Regions from separate parts of the Rattus norvegicus genome. Here region 2 is linked to region 1. The links are chromatin contacts, called in public Hi-C maps. All regions are on one chromosome and are shown on one strand. Each heading gives the region's core, a stretch centred on a gene start, on an enhancer-like site or on the middle of the called end of the contact. The rest is flanking DNA. Distances are from core to core; before and after follow the strand shown.

The links. A called contact is a pair of places that touch in the nucleus more often than the background predicts.
Region 2: a Hi-C map of psoas muscle shows a contact between it and region 1, with 2.3 times the contacts expected there. The contact joins the promoter of Tp53i11 here to the enhancer-like site in region 1. A contact is called at or near these places in 4 of 12 Hi-C or Micro-C datasets (the A7r5 cell line, mammary epithelial cells, prefrontal cortex and 1 more).

The regions. Positions count from the first base shown.
Region 1 is chr3:99,398,623-99,403,284 of GRCr8, forward strand. The region is part of intron 5 of Prdm11 (PR/SET domain 11); the gene reads right to left. It overlaps LOC134486127 (a long non-coding RNA gene), which reads left to right. Exons shown (of 3, transcript XR_010064857.1): 2 at 998-1,106; 3 at 1,484-1,684. Among named protein-coding and RNA genes, the nearest start is that of Prdm11, 59 kb to the right of the region's middle. Within about 2 kb of position 2,644, at least 20 of the 93 cell types and tissues checked have an H3K27ac peak or open chromatin away from gene starts, as enhancers often do.
Region 2 is chr3:99,598,293-99,602,954 of GRCr8, forward strand. It overlaps Tp53i11 (tumor protein p53 inducible protein 11), which reads left to right and starts at 2,008. Exons shown (of 8, transcript NM_001107749.2): 1 at 2,008-2,149.

The DNA of each region.
Region 1 (4,662 bases), core at 1,394-3,893:
GTGCTCATTCTTATGAAATACTGTCCTGTGTCACACAGTCAAGGACCCCACGGTTTCCGGGAACTGTCTCCTCCTTGTGGTCAAGCTCAGCTGTCTACAGGGGGATCTGAGTTCCCAGCTCATCCTCCCTTGTTGGGAAAACAGAGCTGAGTGGGAAATGCTTAAATGCTTGGGCCCAGGCTGTCCTGCAGAGACTGAGTTCACATCTGGCAGTTCAGACTCAGGCACCCTAGAAGTAAATGAAAGGTGACTGACAGTGGTGGGGAGGGCAGGGGTCCTGGACTGAATCTTTCCAGAAGATAACACATTGTTTTGAGTCCTGTCTCCGCACTGGCCTTGGGTACCGGACAGATAAGCACCGGGAGACAATTCTCAGGCCTCACCCACTGGGTCTTATCAAGTGTACCATATTTTCTATCTGGGTCAGGAAATGACTACGGGTTCCTACTCAAGAAAGAGAATGGCCCATGGAGACGTCCACTTTGTTTAATGGGACTGACACACGCTGGTCTTGGCCAACATAGCTTTCCACCAGAAAGGAAGTTGCCCGGGAAGAGGAAAATGGGAAGACTGGACAAGAGGAGCTGGTCTCTGTGATGTCACTGGGTTAGGGCTCTGGTGTCCATGCAGTGGCCCAGTCTCTGTAAAATATGCTCCCCATATGCTGTGGCTTCCTTTTAAGGCTTCCCTTGAGGAAGCTGGGACAGGCTCCCCAGTCATTTCTTTTTCCTATTGAATATTCTGGCCTCCTGGTCCCCACTGTCACCAAGACACCAAAATGGAAATCATTTCCACCTCAAACTGACCGCTGTCCCTGGACTGTGACCTTGTCTCTGGTATACAGCCTTCAATTTGGCCTCTTCTTCCCCAATGCCAGAAATGGAGGCCAACCAGTCTCACAAATTGTGGGCATCAGAGGAGAGCCAGGCCAGCGGCATGGGATCTCTATATCTCCTGCAAACAGCCATCTTAATTTCCATGGTCATATTTTATTCAGGAACTGAAGAGAATGGTCTGGATTCCGAAGCTAAGAACTATTGGGAAAGGGCACTACAGTCTATGATTTGGGGATTCCTGACTCAAGGAAACTCTCTCCACAGCTGGAGGTAAGCCAGGCTGGTGAGTGGTCAGAAGACAGCTCTGTGGTGGGGCACACTCTAGTGAATGCAAGAGGAAGCCGCTCTAGTCCCTCTGAGAATTCTTGGCAGGCAGGGCCTTACCTTTTGCAGGCAGCTGCCTAGGTCAGTGGAGATGCAGCCACTACAGAGGTGTGTCCCAGGATGGCCCCTAATGGTCATCCAGGAGCCTCTCAAGTCTCCAGTCAGAAACTATTTCACTCCCTGGAAACTGCAACACTTTTGGGGAGCACAAGGTTAAACTCACTGAACATTATGTCACCTTTGATGTGCAGGACAAAAGAAAAGTTGACCTAGCAGCCGTGGATGCTCAGCTGCCTTTGGCCTACACTGTCTTTCCTTTGCAGGGCAAGCATGGGGTTGGGTGTGCCCATGGGGAGTCTATGGAATCCAGGATATGCAAGGACCACAGAACCCTCGTCGCCACACACTTTCCATTAAGCGTCTAACCCCTGCTCTGGAGACTTGTGGGGTCTCCTTGGGATATGAAGAAAGAGAATACACACTAAAAAAAAAAAAAAAGATTCTGGAGCCTGGCTGTGTTCAAAGTGTGACATCTGATTCATTTTATTGTCATCTTAACAAAATTATTTGAGAAGGCCATCTTGGGTTCCAGCATAGATGGGCAATCCAGGCACCAGGCTATTACTGGACAAGACAATATGCAGTTTGATGGGGCAGGAACCACCAAAGAACCACAAATTGGGGCAATGAAGCCCAGGGCCCAGGGACACAGCAGGAGCCATCCGTTTATCATTTCATGTAAGACAAAGCATGGTGTGTGTTTATAAACAACTCCAGCAACAGCCTCAGTGGGCACTGGGTCCAGTGGGCTTCCAGGTCCACTTAGTTTCTCAGGAAGAAAGGAAGGGTGTGAAAGGTCTGCTGGGGTCGGCCTCAGGCCAGGGAGGGAGGACAAAGCTGCACCTAGGTCAGAGTGAAGCCTTTGGCTTAGTTTCTCCTCCCTAACTCAAGAACCCAGCTCTCTGACCATGTCCCTTAAGCAAAACACAAAGCTAGAAGTGTGTATGGCTAAGTGAACATACAGCCTAAGCAAGCAGAGGCAAAGCATGCTGGGAGATGGACTGGACACAGCCTCATTGGTCTCGGCCTTATTCAGAGCCAGTGAGTGGACAGTGTGCCTGCTGGCTCCCGAGGCCTGAGCCCGGGACCTCCCACCGCTGGCTGTGAGACTCAAGGCATCACAGGCTGGCAGAATCATCCCCATGCTGTTTTTGTTCCCTCTTCCAACTGTGGAAGCTAAGGCAGGGCTTGGGTGAGGAGAAGATCCCCATCTATTAGCACTCCACATCTGGCCTCTTGATGAAAGCTGGCCAGGTCCCCACTACATGGCTGTGTTGTTTCTGAACCCTGAGATGCATGACTAGGATTGGAATGACCAGTAATCAGTGATTGCAAAGACTGACTTGGCTGCCTTCTCACTGCTCAGAAAGCTCCCTGAGATGGCCTGTCATGTGCAGGCTGGGGAAAAGCTTACAGTATGCTAAGAATGCCAGATCATCTCTTTCCCCTCCTCACACGCCCATTCTCCTTCCTCCCACAAAAGGCAAGCACAGCAGCTGAGCAATGTCTGGCAAGCGCAGGACCAAGGCTAGGGCCCTGCCCACCCAGCTGAGCCAGCCCCACCCACCCAGCTGAGCCAGCCCCACCCACCCAGCTGAGCCAGCCCCGCCCACCCACAGGCCGCGCCACCTGGGAACAGGGCAGAATCAGGACCTGGGAGGTTAGCTCTGCTGCAGCCCTGAGTTGGAAGCAAGATTCTGTTGGATGCTGCCCCCCTGCCCCAGCAAGGCCTGTTCCGTAGGCTACAGGATACAGGCCATGAGGAGAGCAACCTTCTAGGCCAAGCAAGCATTCAAGCAGGCAGCTTTTCTTGTGTCTTGAGCATCTTCCTGAGATATGGGGGTGGGCTGTATACCCACTCTGTTAAAGCACAGGAAGCTGTACTGCATCAGGTGAAGAGATGACTGTGCCCCAGGGTCATCGGTCTCGTTTCTGGACACAAGGGACTCCCCCATCTCAAGGCCAGACACCACCGGCATTGCTTCTCCTTATGCAAACTGGCCATGTTAGAAATTGTGCTTTCTCTTCCGAGACCTGGTAGTCCGTGTTGGGGCTGGTTCTGGGCAAGCTGCTGTAGGGTCCGGCAGGGATGCCTGAGCCTGGAAAGTGCAGTCAATGGGAGCTGCCCCTTTTGGCCCATGCTGAGATGCTTGAACTGCATCTCGGATCTCCATAAGTGTCTTACACATCTGACCAACACGGCTGTTCAGTTCAGCCATAGCCTGGCTGATAACATGCATGCTGTCAGCCATGTCTTGGTGCACAGTCACCAGCTCCTGGCAGAACTTCTGGAACATTTCGGTCTGATGGGCACGGGCATGCAGGAGATGCCAGTCCAGGCTCATGGTGGGTGAATTGGGATGTGGCTCTGGGGTCCTGCATGCCTGGGCCTGGAGTGAGGGATGGGGCAGGACCTCTGGCTTAGGGCCCAGCATCTTGGACTGGTCTGAGGAAGATGAACAGAGCAGTGTGGGCCTGGCCAGGAGGGCCTCTTCCTCTGGAGAACGTAGCAGGGGCATCCGAAGAGGCTGCTGTGAGGGCCCAGGAGCTTTCTCATCTTCATCATCTTGGAGTGTACAAGGAGAGAAGGACAGATGATTACAAAAGGGCGAAGGGGCAGCCCGGGTCACAGGCTCGCCTCTGAAACTCCCTGCTGTACACCCCTTAGCCTGTACTGGCACCACACACAGAGAAATGCCAGCTTCTAAGTCCCTGAGGTATGGAGGTCCAGTATTGGTAGAAGGATGAGCAGGAGCTGGTTCCCTTCTTCCCACAGAAGCAGCTACATTCCAGGAAAGGAGTCCAGTCCAAGGAGGCCCCATCTCCAGTGGCAGCCATGCCAGTCTAAGGGTTCATGACCCTGATTATATTTCACTACCTTCAAAAAAACAATGGTGTCTGCTTTGCTGAATCCCTGGGGCCCTGGCTGGGCTCCTAGTGGGGCTCCCACTACGGTGCATGGCAGAGCTGACCGAGTCACCCTGTAAGAGGTGCTAAGCTGCTCTCTGTGAGCACCAGTCTCCACAAGGGAAGGACTGTCAAGGTTGCTTGGGGCCACCTTGTGGCCTTGCTGGAATCCTAACCACTGCAGGGAGCTAGATGCCAGATGGCTGAAGATGAGAGGGAACGGTAGGTGCAGGATTCAGCAGGATTATGAAGGGCAAGCCATTAGCCCTGTTGTCCCCGCGAGGTGGGCTGTGAGGTCAGACACATCATGGCCTACTCATGAATGCTTGATTTACACAGGTCCGTAGGTTTCCTGATGCTGGCACAGTGGGAGCCTACTGCTTCCTGAGCATGCTCTATAAATGGCAGCCATCCTCTTGGGGTGCCAGAAAGGGTGGGAAGGAACACTCTGAGCTGCCATTACCCCTTTTCCAAGCCCAGTCAGGCTAAGGCTTGTGACTATTAGATGTGGGAGCTCCTGCAGCCCATGTTACCT
Region 2 (4,662 bases), core at 758-3,257, 200 kb after region 1:
AGTCCTCTGAGAACAGGGATGCCCTTCTGTCAACTCCAAGGCCCCAGGACTCAGCACTTTTCCAGCACACAGGGCCCATCTGGATAGCTATACTTTCTTGGCAAAGCATTGTGGGGTTCTCACCTCCTGATAGAAACCCCAGCACACAGATACACAGAGCTTATAGGCGCGGTCTACACGGAGCACCATTGAAAGTATAAGTCCTGCCACTGGTGACCCTGCTTGGCTCCACTTGCGTGCTGCTAATGACAGTGAGATCACTACTTCTAATACAGCCTCTTCTTTGAAGAAGCTTGAGTCACTACCCTCAGGTCTTGCTTCTGGGGAAACACTGGGAGGTGTCTCTAAGTTCCACTGACACAGCCAGGAGCCCTGTATGACCGTAGTGCAACAATGAATCTGTTATCCCATCTCTGTCCAGAGGCGAGACTGAACCAGGCCTCGATGAAGCTCTCGGTCAAGGACAGGAGGCTTGGATGTGCACTTCACTCCACACACCTCGAGGCAGGCCTGATCCAGACGTGACTGTCTGAGTGATTCATTCATTAACTGGTCATCACTAGCCAGGTGTTCAGCAAAAGCGGGTGGCACTGTGGGAAGGGAGTTTAGTTGCCTTGGTAATCAGGAGGCTAACAGCCACTGAGAGCTGGCTTGCTATGCACCAGGCACTGTTCTGTTTACTTCTTGCATTTCAAGGGCCATGAAGCCTGCCTGGTAGGTTGGTCCCTCACACATGGTCAGGCTTGGTTAACATGGCTTGCTGCTCTAACTGGAAATCCTAGCAACAGCCACAGGGCACTTCATGTTATAAATTCACACCCCTTTGTAGGTTAGGAGGCAAGGCTTGGAGAGGTTAGGTAACTTACATAGGGCTAAGCTAAAAGACAGAGCCAGGATTTGAATCCGGGTATTCTTGTTCTGTAGCCTGGAGCAGAAAAGCAAAGCTTAACTCAGGAGCCAGAGGCACACTTAGTTGGGTCAGGGTAAGCGGCAGCCACTCTCTGTCTCTGCCCCAGTTCTTAACCTTCAGTCTTGCTTCTCTCCATCCCCACCCTCCTTCCAAGTCTGCTGAGATTATCTCCCATCAGGCCAGAAGGCAAGATCCAGAGGTTGCTCTCAGCAGGAAGCAGGGCCCTGGGCAATCAACTGCTATAAAGGGTTTCCCAAGGAGTCCAGAGCCAGACATGGGATGGGGGTTGTAGGTGCTGTCTTTTTAGTTTGAGAGACTCCTGAAGACCATTCAGGACCCCTCAAGACTCACCTGGTACTCTCTCTTGGCATGGGCTGTTTGATTCCACCAACAAAATACTCTAAAGCCACAGATTGACCCAACCCTGCCACGTGAAGCACATGATACAGCGACTGACTGAGGTAGAAAGTCTCAGTGGGTGAGAGTTCTTGTCATTTGGAATTTACACCAAACTGGAGAGATAAGGGTGGCCTAGGTGACAGATTTTCCAATATCTTCAGCTCTAGGCTAAGTATGAATGACTCAAAGTTTTGTGAACTGGGACTAGTCCTATATATTCTCTTAGACTGTTGAGAACCCTAAGATTTTATTCTTGAAAGTGTTTTTAGTAAACGGTGACGATTGCCGTTAACCGTGTTGTTTTACACGGGGGTGGGGGTGGGGGCGGCTACGGACTAAAGCTGGTTCCCTTCCTTCCATCTTAGACACCGGCCTAGGCCTTTGAATGGGTGTTTTAGAAATCCATAGGGGTATGTTTGCAGTCCGGGAGGAAAGGGGCGCTGTCTTCAGAACTTCCGACAAAGTCCTGGGTGGCGCAGCGGCAGGATGTCCCTGCCCGGGGATCCCCTAGCCAAGCGTGGGTGCGCCCTCCGCAGGCGGCTCCCGGTAGGCCCTCCGTTGCAGCTCTGGGTCCGTCCCCCCCAACCCCTCTGTGCCCGCCCCGGCCACCTCGGGGGCGAGGCAGCCCAGCGCGTGGGAGGGGACGGCGCGCCATTGGCTTGTGCGTGGCACTAGAGGAGGGACCAGTGCGGGCCGCCAGACTCGGGCGAGCCCGGCAGCGACTTGAGTCCAGCTTGCCCTGCCCTGCCCTGCCCTGCTTGCCCAGCGCGGCGCCGCGATGTGAGACTCCCCGGGCCGGAGCGTCCGCTGGGCACGCCAGCACCGCGAGCGCAGCACCCCGTAAGTCGACTGCCGGCAGCCACTAGCCTCACACTTCTCCGCCGCTGCCACCGCGCCGGCCGCTGCCTGCGCAGCGCAGCCCGGGGACGCCGGGGGGCCTTAGGAACCGCCCGGGGCAGCGAGCACCTTGCGAGCGACAGCCGGGCGCCCGGACAGCTTGGCACCTGCGGGTCGGCGGGCGCCCGGAACCCCCGCTGAGCTCCTCGTGGCACTGTCCTCCGTCCTTTTTTGTTTGTCCCCTTGCACTGACTTGGTTTCCCTCTCTCCCCCAGCTCTCTTCTCCGCCACCTCCTTCCCCCGGGGCCGTTTATTTTTGCCTTTGGCCTCCTCCGGGCTTTATCTCTTTGATTCGGAGCTAGAGAGAGCGGAGAGTAAAGCAGTTTCTTTTATCGCAGGGTCTCTGTCTTCCGCGCTTGGTTCTCGGTCCCCTCCCCCTTTGTCGCCACCGCCCCCCCTCCCGCCTTTGTTTCTTAGCCCGAGGATTGCGCGGTGTAAACTTGGGAGTTTCCGGGTCCTCGCCCCCACGGGGACGCGGGCGGAGAAGGTGGAGGGGTTCCTGCTGTCTACTAGTCTGGCCAGACCTTTTGTGTGGGTGCCCCGGGCTGAAGGAGTCGCCGACTCCCGCCTCACAAAGTAGGGGAGTGTCCTCGGCACGGAGATGAGGATAGATCAGAGGGGGAAGGGGCAAAGCCGGTGACACTCCAGAGTCCCTGCTGGAGAGGAGCGCGCGGAAAAGTGGTTGGGCCTGACCCCAGTCGGGGGTGGTGGTGTCCGGAGGGTATTGCAGGTGGACCCGGGAAACTCTCTCATCCAAACCGCGCGGTCAGCTGTGAGGGGTGGCGCCATTGCCTGGCGCAGGATGGATTGGGGTCCCATAGAGTGCGCAGAAAATACTCCGCGTACCATCCTCGGGGCACCTCGAGGCCGGCCGCTCGCTTCAGCTCCCCTCTCGCCGCCTTCTTGCATCCCGGATGGAGCGGGCTTCTCCTCCCGCCTGTGAGGTGGAGGAGCAGGGATAGGCCCAGGACCCACTCCCACTTTGACCCAAAACACATGACCAAGGCCTCCTTAAAGTCCCCCAGCACGGACTTCCTGTTTCGTTTCTTTTAAACAAACTTTCTGGATGGGGGCCTGGTGGGAGTATAGACGTCCCTGGCTTGCGGGAACACCTACACAGTTGTGTCTCCCGTGTGGAGGCTCCTGGAGAAAGGCCGCCACCTGCCGCCGTGGGGACTGTGGTGGGTTCCTGGAAGAATCCGGAGGAACACCACCTGCCCCTTAGTGGCAGCCTCTGGCTCAGTCCAAGGCAAAAAAAAAAAAAAATCCTGTAGGATCGTTGGGAAGTCAGAATATTTTTCAGGTTTCTGTTGTCGCCTTCGTACAAACAGCGCCCTCACCTAGAGTCCCCTCTGTCCTAAGTGCTCTCTGCCTTAGCTTTTCTTCTTCAAGACTCAAGTCTGGCTGCCTCCACTTGATGTCCCTGACTTTGACCTTTCTGGGTCCAGGACCTTTACGGGTGCCTCTCATCCCAACTCACAGCCTGGACTTGTGACAGCCCCATCTGCTGGAGAGAGAGGACAGAGGCTCCTGGCTAGAGGCAGGGTCTTCATGAATTATTCTTGGCTTTTCTCTGTGCTCACTTACTGCCCCAAGTGTCTGTGAGTACTCCATAAAAGAGTGATGTCGCAGTTGGCCAGCACGGGTCCCACAGGTCCCTGCACACCTGTGGAAGCTGTCAAGGCTCTAGGTAGTACTGTGGCTTAAGCAAGAAGAGGCAAATTAATAATAAATAAGTCATTTGGGTCATGTGCCGTGCCTTGGAGTTGTCTCAGTATCCTGAAGGCTGAGGCAGGAAGAGTCTGAGTTACAGACCAGTCTGGTCTATGTAGGAAGACCCTGTCTCATAAAGAAAGCTGGAGTCAGGAGAACATGTAGAGTGTTGGGGTGTTGAGGCCATTTTAAGGAGTGATCAGTGCTGCTTTTTGAGTCCTGCAGAAGAGCCCGTGCAAAGAGTCTGAGGCAGCACCATGTTGTTCCGGTGGAGTGGGGTGGGGAAGAGATAGGAGGCACTCGTGAGGAAGGATGGGGACCCCACATCTCATAGATGATATTAAGAGATATTAAACCAGCATCCCCCAGACACCCAGCAAGGAGGGGCAGTCACAGAGTGTCCATTTTGTTCTGAATTCAGGTGGGAAGGCCTCATCCGCAGTGGCTTTCTGTGTCCCTCCCACAGCCACAGTAGCTAGGGACAGGAAGACAGCTGCTCAGGCCGAGTGCCCTGACCCTCATGCTTCTCTGTGCCTGCTTGGGGTCAGTGTGCTGGTTGTGACCCAGAGTCACCTTTATTCTGCCTCACCCCACTTCCTCCTGATACCACCCTCTTTGGAACACCCTGTTTGTGTAGGCATGGGTTCCTGGAAGGGGTTCTGCTCTGAAACTGCTTTAGTAAAGGGGGAAACTGAGGCCAGGTGTTTGAGTCTACCCATCTAAGCAGCAGCACTGTTGAACAC